Regions from separate parts of the Mus musculus genome. Here region 2 is linked to region 1. The links are chromatin contacts, called in public promoter capture Hi-C maps. All regions are on one chromosome and are shown on one strand. The core of a region is the stretch at or near the end of the contact, and the rest is flanking DNA. Distances in the headings are between cores, read along the strand shown.

The links. Promoter capture Hi-C pulls out the DNA fragments that hold promoters and counts their contacts.
Region 2: a promoter capture Hi-C map of stem cell-derived epiblast-like cells shows a contact between it and region 1, with 4 times the contacts expected there. The contact joins the promoter of 1700094J05Rik here to the promoter of Dip2a in region 1. A contact is called at or near these places in 13 of 39 promoter capture datasets (the 3T3-L1 cell line, 3T3-L1-derived adipocytes, the HPC-7 cell line and 10 more), 6 of 484 Hi-C or Micro-C datasets (the G1E-ER4 cell line, embryonic stem cells, extraembryonic endoderm stem cells and 2 more), 10 of 115 datasets of contacts at active chromatin or transcription factors (the 230-238 cell line, the HPC-7 cell line, embryonic fibroblasts and 3 more) and 2 of 9 other capture datasets (adipose tissue and pancreatic islet).

The regions. Positions count from the first base shown.
Region 1 is chr10:76,341,805-76,347,684 of GRCm38.p6, reverse strand. It overlaps Dip2a (disco interacting protein 2 homolog A), which reads left to right and starts at 2,394. Exons shown (of 38, transcript NM_001081419.2): 1 at 2,394-2,578. The coding sequence starts at 2,488. It overlaps Gm40699 (a long non-coding RNA gene), which reads right to left and starts at 2,390. Exons shown (of 2, transcript XR_871838.2): 1 at 2,111-2,390; 2 at 428-917.
Region 2 is chr10:76,386,401-76,392,280 of GRCm38.p6, reverse strand. It overlaps 1700094J05Rik (RIKEN cDNA 1700094J05 gene), which reads right to left and starts at 3,266. Exons shown (of 5, transcript NR_040580.1): 1 at 3,175-3,266; 2 at 2,721-2,895. It overlaps Pcnt (pericentrin (kendrin)), which reads left to right. Exons shown (of 42, transcript NM_008787.3): 24 at 1-87; 25 at 2,749-3,429; 26 at 4,752-4,854.

The DNA of each region.
Region 1 (5,880 bases), core at 1,145-3,644:
TTTGAAAATAGATACATGGGCACCTCCAAGCCAGATGTCACAGGCCCAGCTTTTTAAACAAGGCTCCAGATTTGGTTTTAGAGAATTGTAGGGGTAATCTCTTGTGCACTGTGTGGAAGCATCACCGGTCAATAAAGAGCTGATGGCCTATTCGGAAAAGGCAGGAAGTGGGAGTTCCTGGTAGAGAGAGTAGAACTCTGGGAGAGGCGGGAGATTCACTGCAGACTTGGAGGAAGTAGGATGTATAAACCCGAGGAGGGTAATTAGCCATGTGTAGATAAAGAATAGTCTATACAGGATAATTGAGTACGAGCCAGTTGGGGAACAAGCCTAGCTTAAGGACTTGCATTAATTCATAATAAGTCCCCAGGTCATTATTAGGGAATTGTGGCAACCATAGAGAAGACCCAATGGTTACAGAGAGTTGTTTCATTTACACATTTTACTGTTTGGAGTTACTTGGGATCTTCCTTCCTGGCCTAATTATACCGCTGCAGGTGACTTTTTTTTTTTTTTTTTCATGCAATTTCATAGGGTTTGGCTCTTGATCGACTGTAGTTTGCCATTAGCTGACCACTGTTTCTTACTAAGAAGTTCCATTTTACCTGCTAGGTATTTTGTTTCACTGGGTCAACATGCAGGGTTTATACCCCTGTTCAGCTTGTTGAGCTGTGGAGAAAGACAGAAGGATCCAACGCTCCCTAGAGCCAGTGGCTAAATGCTTAAAAAATAGATAAATGGGGGACTGGAGAGACAGTTCACCAGTTAAGAGTGCTTGTTGCTTTTGAAGAAACTTCTGGGTTTTTTTGTAGTATGAAGTATGGTGGCTAAGGGCAGTCTTACAGTTGAAGGACATCTGGCGCCCTCTCTGGAATTCTTTGGTACTGCATGCATGTGGTGCACAGGTACACACTTGCCTGCAAAACACCCACACATAAAATAAACCTTAACAAATGTTAAATGCTCTAAAGTGTTGTTAAATGCTGCTTAAAACGTTTTGTGTTGAATTTTTAAGTCTTTATTGTAAACACTTTTTTGTTCCGACGTCAATAAATAAAAATTCAGCTCTTTGAAGGACAAGGACATCATTCCCTTCCTGATTCCTGGCAGCCTAGAGTGAGGGACTGTCAGCTAAGCAGCTCCTTCCCCAGCAACCTGCTGGAATGCCTTCAAGTCTGGCTGTTTTCCGTACTTTACAGTCAATGTGAAAATACTCCAGCAGCAAGCTAATCTACTACAATTGAATCCAGGAGACCTGGTCCAGGAAACCTTGCTCTGGCCACACCCACTCCAGACAGTGCACCCGCCTCGAAAGGCGAAGCCCAGATGCTTTTTTTTTTCTCGACCAGTAAACTTTCGGCAGCTATTATTCATTCAAGAGGACAGGGAACACTTCCTTAGAAGAAACCATTGATCAGAGAAACGTGAGAAGTGTTGACCAGCTTTCATGCAAAGCTTGTGACTGCTTCCTATATAAACCTGTGACCTGCGGAAATAAATAGTCCCTCGTTTGCATACCACACCTCCTGCCTGTATAACCAGATTAGTCAGCTCAAATCAGATGTTTTAAAATCAGTTGGGGACACCTTCCTATGCTGTTCCTTGTGGATGTAATATTAGGCTCACTGAAAGCCTCCAAAATGGTCTTTTTTGTTGCCTACCTGGGATTTTTAATATATGTAGACAGTGGCAAGAGGGTGGCTAATGAGTAGTAGAAATAAAATTGTGTGTGTGTGCGTGTGTGTGTGTGTATATATATGTATGTAAGTATGTATGTATGTATGTATATACATGTTTATACGTATATGTGTATATATACCGCCACTCTGAGAATAGCTCCTTCAAAAATCCCACTAAGGTTTCCAACATGTCAGATCTATGCTTCCATGCCCCAAGGACATCTCAAGGACTGAGACACTGCCAGAGCTCCTTCTTGGTCAATGTCAGAGTGCTTCCAGGGTTATTGTGAAAGGGAATAAGCAAACACACTTTAAGGGCGGCAGAAAACCCGCCAGAGTTAGCTGATACCATAGCAGGAACGCGGACAGAATTAAGCGTGCCAGCAGGGCTCCTGAGGAAGAAGAAGGTGGGGATCCCGGAGGAGGGTCACCTGGGCGACATTGAAGTCCGTTCGGTGGGGTCGCACGTCTCCCGAGGCGCCTCTGTCCAGCTCTCCCGCCCGCCGCTCCTCTCGCACCCCGAAGCGGAGTAAAGCTCCGGGCTGCTCCGGCGTGTCTTATTGGCCAATGGAACCGAGCCTTTAAAGTTGCTGGGCGGGGCCGGCCCGGCGTACCCGCGCAAGCGTTGCCCCGCCCCTCAGCCGCGCACGCGCGTCCCCAGCGCGCTCCCGGAGCCGGAGCCAGCCGCGCTCGCGCCCGTGCCCGCGCCCCTGCGAAGCAGCCCCGGCCGCGCCCCGCCCGCTGCCGGCTGCGGGCGGCCGCTGCGGGTCTGCAGGCCCCGGTTGGGGGAACGCCTGAGCCACCGGCCATGGCCGACCGCGGATGCCCTCTGGAGGCGGCGCCGCTGCCCGCCGAGGTGCTCGAGAGCCTGGCGGAGCTGGAGCTGGAGCTGTCCGAAGGTGAGCCGCGGGTTCCCCCCACCCCCCACCCCGCCAGGGACCCTCGCCCGAGACCCCGCCCAGGGACCTCCGGGAGCGTCACCCCCGGAACCTGCGGGTACCCTCATACGGGATCCCCGCCGGCCTCTCCTCGGCATCCCTGTCTGGGCCGCTCGCCGGAGAGCCCGCCAGCTTCTGCAGACTGGCGGGTGCCCGGCCTCCGAAGGACACCGGGAGGGACTGGCTTGGGAGGTGGGCCTAGGCGCACTCTTGCTGCCCGACCGTCAAGGCCACGGTCCAGGTCCGGGCTTCCAGCGTGTGCCCTGCAGCCTGTCGGCCAGCAGGAAGCCCGGGATGCAGAAGCCGAGCCCCACCCCTGGAACCTCAGACTGCCTCGTGAGCCTCAGTTTCCTCATCTAGAAAACGAAGCAAAAGTACACTTGCGCCTTGTGGATTATGAGGCTGAAGTGCATTAACCTATAAACATGTAAAACGTGTTTAACACTTAAAAGGTTTATTCCTTTACGGAATTTTGATACAATTACACTGGGGGAGGAGGTGGGGGACAGGCAAGGGTCACGGTGCCTGCGTGGGGAGGTCAGAGGTCAGCTTGCACGGAGCTGGGAGCTGGTGCTCTCCTTCCACCTTGTGAGTTCTGGGAATGAACTCAGGTTGTCAGATTAGAGGGCAAGTGCTCGCCGGGCCAACCCGACAGCCCTCTCTAGGTGAGGATTTTTAAAAAGTTAAAAAGTCAAATAAGTGGTTGTTAGAAACAGACTAGGGAAATAATAGAACTCCAGAGATGGGAGTGGCGCCCTCAATTTGGACGCCTGGGAAAAGAGTTCTGTTCTCCATAAACTGACCTCCAACCCTGGTGGAAAAGCATCTGTGCTTGTTAACTCTGCTTTTGAGACTTAAATGCAATTAGAACTTGTTAGAATCCATCACCCCCCCACCCCACCCCATTTAGATTGTTAAGCTTTGCTGTGGTAGGTTTAGTGAGTTTTTGAGAATTCTCTTTTTCTTTTTAAATATATGCATTTCCCCTGCATGTTTGTCTGTATATCTTATGCGTGCCTGGTGTTCCCTGGAGGCCAGAATTGGGTCCTAGATTCATGTTGGTGCTGTGACTTGAACCCAGGTCTTCTGGAAGAACGGCCAGTGCGCTTAACCACTGAGCCATCTCTCCAGCTCCGTTTTGAAAATCCTTGATTCTCTTTGGAGGCGTGGTTGGGAATGATTCTGAGAAAAAAGGTCTATTGTACTGGATTTGATATGACTCCCCAGGGGAAATCGCATAGTTGTAGTTTGGCTTTTGCATATCAAATATGTTGTTGCAGATTGCTCCTCATTACGGCTCCAGAATATCGGTTATTTCAGTTCCGTAGGGTTATATAGCTTTTAATGCTCGCTACGAGTTTACAGTTAATTAAATTATTTCCTCAAAGCAAAAACTTCATAACTTGTGGCAGGACTGAAGTATGTCAGCGATAGAAGTAGCTCTTAAGTTAATCAAATCTACTTATACTGATACTGTTTTAGACATACATGGGGTTTATGTAAGGAAAGGGTATAAGGTGTGTGCCATGGTGAGGATCTGAAAAAACAGCTTACGTGGAGGAAGGGGGCAGACAGTTCAGAGTTAATAGCAGGAGACTGCAGAGTGCGCTGGCAACCCCAGAGTCAGAGTCAGTAACCATAGTTTCTTGCCCTCTGCTAGACTGGCACATTTCATTTTGCCACATAGGTTAAATGATTACATTGGCAGAGTTGCCCTTGGCCCTGCTCTCAGAGAACTTTCACACCTTAACACTGGACCCTAGAGCTTGGGATTATTGTGATGTGTAGCTGTCCCTGTTGGGCTCGGAGATGCCTAGTGATACAGACTGTGTTTCAGGCAGACCTTTGGAGAACTCACATAGAGGCTGGCATCTCGTAAGTGTCACCTGGCAAGCCACTGATTTATAACATGTCTGAACTTGGGCTTGGCCAGCCATAAAAGGAGGTGAACGTTTTACTGACATTTCAAGGTCTTTGTAAAGGTTTGCTCAGTGTGTGTAAGTGGTTTGAAACAGTCAAGGTGTTTTATTTATGAACGAAAGGAATGTGTTATATATATATGTTGTGTCATAGTCCTAAAACGAGTATTTCAGTATCTTTTTTTTATTCATTATATGTAAGTACACTGTAGCTGTCTTCAGACACTCGAGAAGAGTCAGATCTCGTTATGGATGGTTGTGAGCCATCATGTGGTTGCTGGGATTTGAACTCAGGACCTTTGGAAGAGCAGTCAGTGCTCTTAACCACTAAGCCATCTCTCCAGCCCTTTCAGTATCTTTTAACTTTAATTTTTTTTTTTTGGCGTACAGAATAGCTTGATCATGACCTTTTCTTTCTTTCTTTTTAAAGATTTATTTATTTTTATGTGTATGAGTACACTGTAGCTGTACAGATGGTTGTGAGCCTTCGTGTGATTGTGTGGAATTGTATTTAGGACCTCTGCTCACTCCGGTCAACCCTGCTCCCTCAGTCCCTGCTTGCTCCGGCCCAAAGATTTATTTACTATTATTCATAAGTACACTGTAGCTGTCTTCAGACACACCAGAAGAGGGCATCAGATCTCATTACGGGTGGTTGTGAGCCACCATGTGGTTGCTGGGATTTGAACTCAGGACCTTCGGAAGAGCAGTCGGTGCTCTTATCCACTGAACAGTCTCTCCAGCCCTCTTTCTTTTCTTTCTTTTCTTTTGAGATGACAGGGTTTCTCTGGGTAGCTCCGGGTGTTCTGGAACTCACTCTGTAGACCAGACAGAGATCTGGCTGCCTCTGCCTCTCAAATGCTGGGCTTGTAGGCATGGGCCACTATGGGATTCTCTCTTTCCTGGGACTTTCTCCACCACCACCCCCCCCCCCCCTTATTCAAGGCAGAGAGAAAAACTGCTGGTTTAGAATAATGTCAGTTTAATAATACACACATTTTTCTAAGTGAAGAATTCCTTACAACCTGGGTTTGTCATTGGAAGGTACGGGAAGAACTCAATACAGGTAAGCGGCTGCCTTCGTGGGAAACAGTGCTGAAGGAGATAGTACCTGGGCAGTCTAGAAAGTAGTGTTCCTCCCTCAGCTGCACACAAGCAGGGGAGAGTTGGTGTTACCTGGACAATCTGGAAAATCCTGTGGCTCTCCCCTCAGCTGTCCGTCATCAGTGACTAGACAGAAGAAGCACCTTTCTGGTTTTGTTCATAAAACATGGTCTCATTCCCCAACATTATCATGGTATTTATCATCTACCATGTTGATAAGGGCTGACTCTCAGAGTAGGT
Region 2 (5,880 bases), core at 2,017-4,516, 44 kb before region 1:
TGTGCAAACCCTTGTGCAGATGATGAACTGGAGCAGGAGGGAGTCAGCAACAGGCTGGCCTTGGCTCCCCACAGCCTGGCCGCACAGGTAGGCTCCGTCCTCAGGGGCTACAGTAGGTAGCCTTCTGCATCGAGACTTCTGCTTGTCTTTTACCTTTAGTGACTTCTGTTCATTCTGCACACTGGTCTTCTCTTGTCACTTTTGGCTTCTGGCCGGGCAGAGAAGAGAGCGAGCCTGGGGTTTGGCTCACCTGTGCTCAGTAGCTCCCCCTAGTGTCTCCTCCTGGCTTTATTGTGGAGCCGAAGGCCCTACCCAAGCTGGCTTTGAAAATGTTCCAGTTAAGAGCTTGCAGGTTTAGCTGCCTGACTGTTCCCACCTGCTCCTCTTGCCAGCGGCTCCACCCTGCGCTTCCCTACCACATGTATCCTTCCACCAGAGCCCGAAGTCTTTGACCTGCTGTGCCTGGCGGTGGGTGTTGAGCAGAGCCAGAAGAGCTTCCCTCATTGTCTCTGCTTGTTTTTGGTGCAGCTCTATTGCTCAGGTGGTCTGAGGAGCAGCCAAGTCACATCTGAGTCCCTGACTAACCCAGTTGAGAACATTGACTCCCAACCCACGGGTTGCAAGACCCCTTTGGGGGGGGGTGGCTAATGATCCTTTCACAGGGGTTGTATACCAATATCAGATATTAGGATTCATAGCTAGCAGAATTAGTTATGAAGTAGCAATGAAAATAATTTTATGGTTGGGGGCTCACCACAGCATGAGGAGCTTGTACTGAAGGTCACAGCATTAGGAAGGCAAGGAGCACTGCTGTAGAAGTTCTCTGGTTTCCCCTGGTCAAGGATAACCTACAGTCTGCCGAAGTCCTGTGACACTAAAGGATGCCAACCTCCACCGGCCGACAGTATGACATCAGAACTCGCAGTCTGCCAGAGGCGGCTAGGAGCAGATGCTCTTAGTGAGAAAGGCAGTGCCCTTGAGCACAGAGGATGACAGCAGGGTTCTTGAAGGGAAGCGGCCGCGTGGGCTTGGGGTAAGGTGGGCTGGGCCTGCTCTACAGTTGAGGGCCAGGTACATCATGACAGGGTTGCTTCTCCGAGGTGAGAGGTGAGAAGCCTCCTTAGAGACGCCTCAGAGTCCCTAACCCCTGGTGTATGGACTCTCCTTGTGCGCTCTGCAGTCTCTTACAAGCTTTATTCATGTTTGCTGCAGTCTGCTTACATAACCCCTGTTCATTTGAACACCAATTTGCTCCACTTTCCAAATCCAAAAATCTTTGAGATTTTTAGCCATGATTGATTTCCATTGTCCCTGCCAATGTGTCTCTCTAGCTTTGGAACTCTTTTATTTTTATTTATTTATTTTTATTTATTTGTTGGTTTTGGTTTTTGGTTTTTCGAGGCAGGGTTTCTCTGTGTGTAGCCCTGGCTGTCCTGGAACTCACTCTATAGAGCAGGCTGGCCTTGAACTCAGAAATCCCCCTGCCTCTGCCTCCCCAGTGCTAGGATTAAAGGCGTGGGCCACCACTGCCAGACTGGAACTCTTTTATTTTTTGAGCCTTGTTTTTTCTTCTCTCTTTCCTTCCTTCCTTCTCTCCCTCTCTCTCTCCCTCCTTTTTTCTTTCTTTCTTTCTTTCTTTCTTTCTTTCTTTCTCTCTTTCTTATATCTTTTAATCTAAGAAAGGGTCAATTTTTACTCTGGGAGAGAAGGGTCCCTTGGGAATCTTGGCTTGTTTAGGGTCAGGATTTAATGAGGAAGCATGTGGCAGGGCTTGCCAGGCCCCTTGTATCCAGCAGCCCTTGCTGCAAATCTGCTCCCCGCCCTGGGTGTGTGTTACGTGTGTCAGTCATAAGTTCCTCTGTGAGAACAGAGTCCTGCTGGTGAGTGAGGCCCCATGGCCTGCTCACTGATGCTTACAAAGCAAGCCCATGACTCCTTAGCCACTCAGAAGATTCAAAAGACTCCTAAAGCTGGTTGGTCTCAGTGCACGCATGGCATTTGGAACCATTACGGCTGTGATGGCGCCCGTGCCCTTAGTGTTGCTGGGAGGTGGAGGCCCCAAACTCAGGCTCCACCCCTGCCTGTGTCTGAGAGCAGGAAAGGGTCAGAGTTACACTAACCTTGACTGGACCTAGGCCAAGAGCAGGACCTGGACCTGTGCCGTGATCTGAGGGATGCTTGTCTCCATCTCCAGCCCATCGGACACCTCAGGGAGTATGCTCTGGGAAGTCTCTCACGAGCGGCCTACAGCCCACTCCCCCGTGATCTTATGGTGGCTCCGTCTGTGTGACTGTAAGAAGACTCTGCCTGTGGCGCCACAGACAGTGCCAGGTGCCTGCCAACAAGGAAGCTCTGCATTCCCATAGCAGTTACAGCTGTCTGTCTCTCAGTGTGTGCATATAGAACTTTCTAGTTTCTTTTTCCCTCAAAACAAAACAAAGCAAAACCCCCAAATCTTGAGTAAGTCCTCACAACCCTTAATGATGATCTTTGTCTTTTAGGTAAAAAAAACAAAAACAAAAACAAAAACAAAAAACAAAACAACAACAAACCCAGAAACCATGAAAAACAAAACAAAAAAACCCAACTTTCAAGCTTTAGTTCTGTTTTCTATGCCATTAAATAAAGTTGACATTTTATGTCTCTTGAAGGTTTGTTATAGGGGCTCTTTTTCTGAAAATAGTTCAGCAACACTAGGGAAATATCAGCTTGTACTTCACCTGTTCATTTCCATGTTCTCTCACACAGGCTAAGGAAGAACTGGAAGACTGTCCCCTGGGCAAGGCCAATCTCATGGCCCAGGTGAGACAACTTCAGGAGGAACTGGACCACCGCGTGCATTCCGTGGCCTCCAGGGACACCAACTCGGAAACTTGTAAATTACAGCAGCCAAACCTGTCGGAAAATGGGCCACGTAATCATTGTTGTAACGGTGAAGAAAGTAAGCCATCGCCTCCCGATGATGTACTTAATATTGCCAAAACCACATGGGATGTAATTGATATTATTAAAAATCAGGATTTGTTGGTCCAAGTTGAAATGCCAGATTTCCCCACTCAAGAAAAGTTAACATCCCAAGGTGGACCTTTCTCTTCCCAAGCCAGTGGGCACAGCGGCTCCCTCCTCCCAGAGGAGGCGGCTGAGCCCCAGCAGGACCCCGTGAGGGCACTGGACCTGTCGTCCTGGAGCTCCCCTGAAGTTGTCCGGAAGGACCCATCCTTGGAGCCTCAGCACAGCCTGCCCCTGACCCCGGGCGTGGGCACAGTGAGCCTGCACAGTGTGGACATCTCACCAGACTGGACAGACCCGCTGCTGCAGGCAGACGTGTCGGGGCTGCTTTGTTACCCGGGCAAGTCTGCATCAGGCCAGGCCCCACTGTGGGCAGTGGCCCCCTCGGCTGGGAAGCACCATGCGGAGAGGACAGCCACGGTAGGTGTCTCCCCTTACTCCCTGCTGCAGACATTTGTGGGGGGCCAGTGTTTTCGCAGGGTGCATCACAGCAAGGCTATTGTTGGCTCATCTGACAGTATGTGCCTCAGAGTCGCTGAGGAGCCTGGCTTTCCAGAAGAAATCAGCCCTCCAGCTGACTGTTGTAGGGACCCTTAGATGGTTTTAGTCACCTCTGAAACATGAGGGATAATTGCAGTCCTCAGAACCTTAAGTTGTGGGTCTTAATGGATGTTAGTTCTGAGTAGCACGGTCATAAGTCTTATGTAATTTACAAAAGGCCTCATTGTCTGAGTTGTTTTAGATTTTGTATGTGTATGTGGAGGTCAGAGGTCAATGTTTCTTGTTCCTCTGTTGCTTTCTATCTTATTTTGAGACAGAGGCTTTCACTGAAACACAGCTTCCTCCTTGGCCCAGACCGGCTGGTCAGCAAGCCCCGTGAATCTTCCTGTCTCCACCTTCCAAGTGCTGGGATTGTAGCGACATAGCATCCACCTGGGATTTTATGTGGGGAAGCTGGGTGGGGACTCACACTCTGCTGACTAAGGCACAGCCACAGCCCTAGATTTATTATAGTAATTGTCTGTGAGTGTACATGTGGTACTGATTAATTTTAAGAACACTTCAATTTATTATTTTTTAGTTTAATTGCAATTTTCTTTTTTAAGGTTTTTAAAACTTATTTCATGTATGTGAGTACACTGTAGCTGTCTTCAGACACACCAGAAGAGGACATCGGATCCCATTACAGATGGTTGTGAGCCACCATGTGGTTGCTGGGAATTGAACTCGGGACCTGTGATAGAGCAGTTGGTGCTCTTAACTGCTGAGCCATCTCTCCAGCCCTGGCATTTTTCTGTTTTGAAGTATTTTTTATATGAGGGTACTTTGGGGTATACATGTTATCTAAGATACCCATACATTATCATCTATGCACAAATTTAAAAGTTTTTGAGATATATTGCTAGTGGCTGTTTTATAAAGATTATTTTAAAACAGTTTTTAAAATTACATTTCATTTTGTGTGCATGTGTGTTTGGTTACAGCACGTGGACGTCAGAGAACGCCTTGTGAGCAATGGCCGCCTTCTATCCTGGGGGTCCCATAGTTTACACCCAGGTTGTCAAGCGTGGCTGCAGCTGCCTGTACTCACTGGGCATTTCTCTGTCCCTTAGACTATCCCCAGTGCTGACTGAGCTGTCGGCAGCACGGGTGTGCAGCACAATATATTCTGACCTTAGGAAGTTACCATCTGTTGTTACTTACTGTTTTTGTGACCTTACAAAAATCTGCCTGTCCAATAGGAGAAGGACGTCGAAGACTTTATCGTAACATCTTTTGATTCTCAAGAATTGTTAACATCCCCTTCTCATGAGTTAGCGAGAAGAAGCGATGGGAGCAGGAAAAGTGAGTCTGTCTTTTATATATACATATACATACATACATACATACATACATGTATATATATATATATATATATATATATATATATATATATATATATATATATATATATTATTGTGTGTGTGTGTACTTTTAGAGTTCAGGATACTACAAAGGTTCCACCAGGTCCTCTGCTGTCCAAATGCACTGTCACCTTGTTCCCTGAGTACAAGTTGCCAACGTGCTTCTGTTTGCCTCCTAAGAATGTCTTCGTGTGTTGGGGGTGGGGGGTGGGGTCCAGGTCTCAGCTCATTGCTTAGCACCTTTTTCAAGCGTTTGGAAAGAAAAGTAAACGTGCAGTGAACGTTCCTTCCCTTCACACTCAGATGGAGCGGATGGCGGGGAAAGTTGAGTGGCCTGTGTTGGACTCAGTGGGGACACCTGTGTAGGACTTATTGTCATATCACATTTGCTGTTAAAATAGCATCTATTGGCTGGAGAGTTATTCGGTGGATAGGGCACTGACCTTTCTTCCAAAGGACAGGGGTTCACTTCCCAGCATCCACATGGTACTCCTTGGCTGTCTGTAATTCCAAGATCTGACACCCTTAGACTGACAGACATGCAGGCAAAACACCAGTGCCTATATAAACAACTAAGTAGGTTAAAAAAAAATTGCAGAATTTGGAGGCAAGAGAGGCAGGCGCATTTCTAAGAGTTAGCATGTTAAGGCTGTGAGTTCCTGAGTGTCATCTCTTGCTTCCCCACCTCATGCTTGAGAATGAGGGTCTGGGCTTCCTCTGTACGTATGAGTTCTAGGATTTCCTTCCATTTGCTGCACTTTCTTTCTCCCCAGCATTATGAAAGGTGTGAATCCTTTCACTGTATGTCTGAGAATGTAGACTGAGCACAATCAAGGGAGAGATGGCCTGATGCTTCTGCTCGCTGTGGGTCTGGGGCTGCTGCCTCTATAGGCTGAGTCCCTGGGCACCAGACCCTCACTGTACCGCACTGGCCAGCACGTTCCTGTAGGCTTTCTTAGGCTATTGC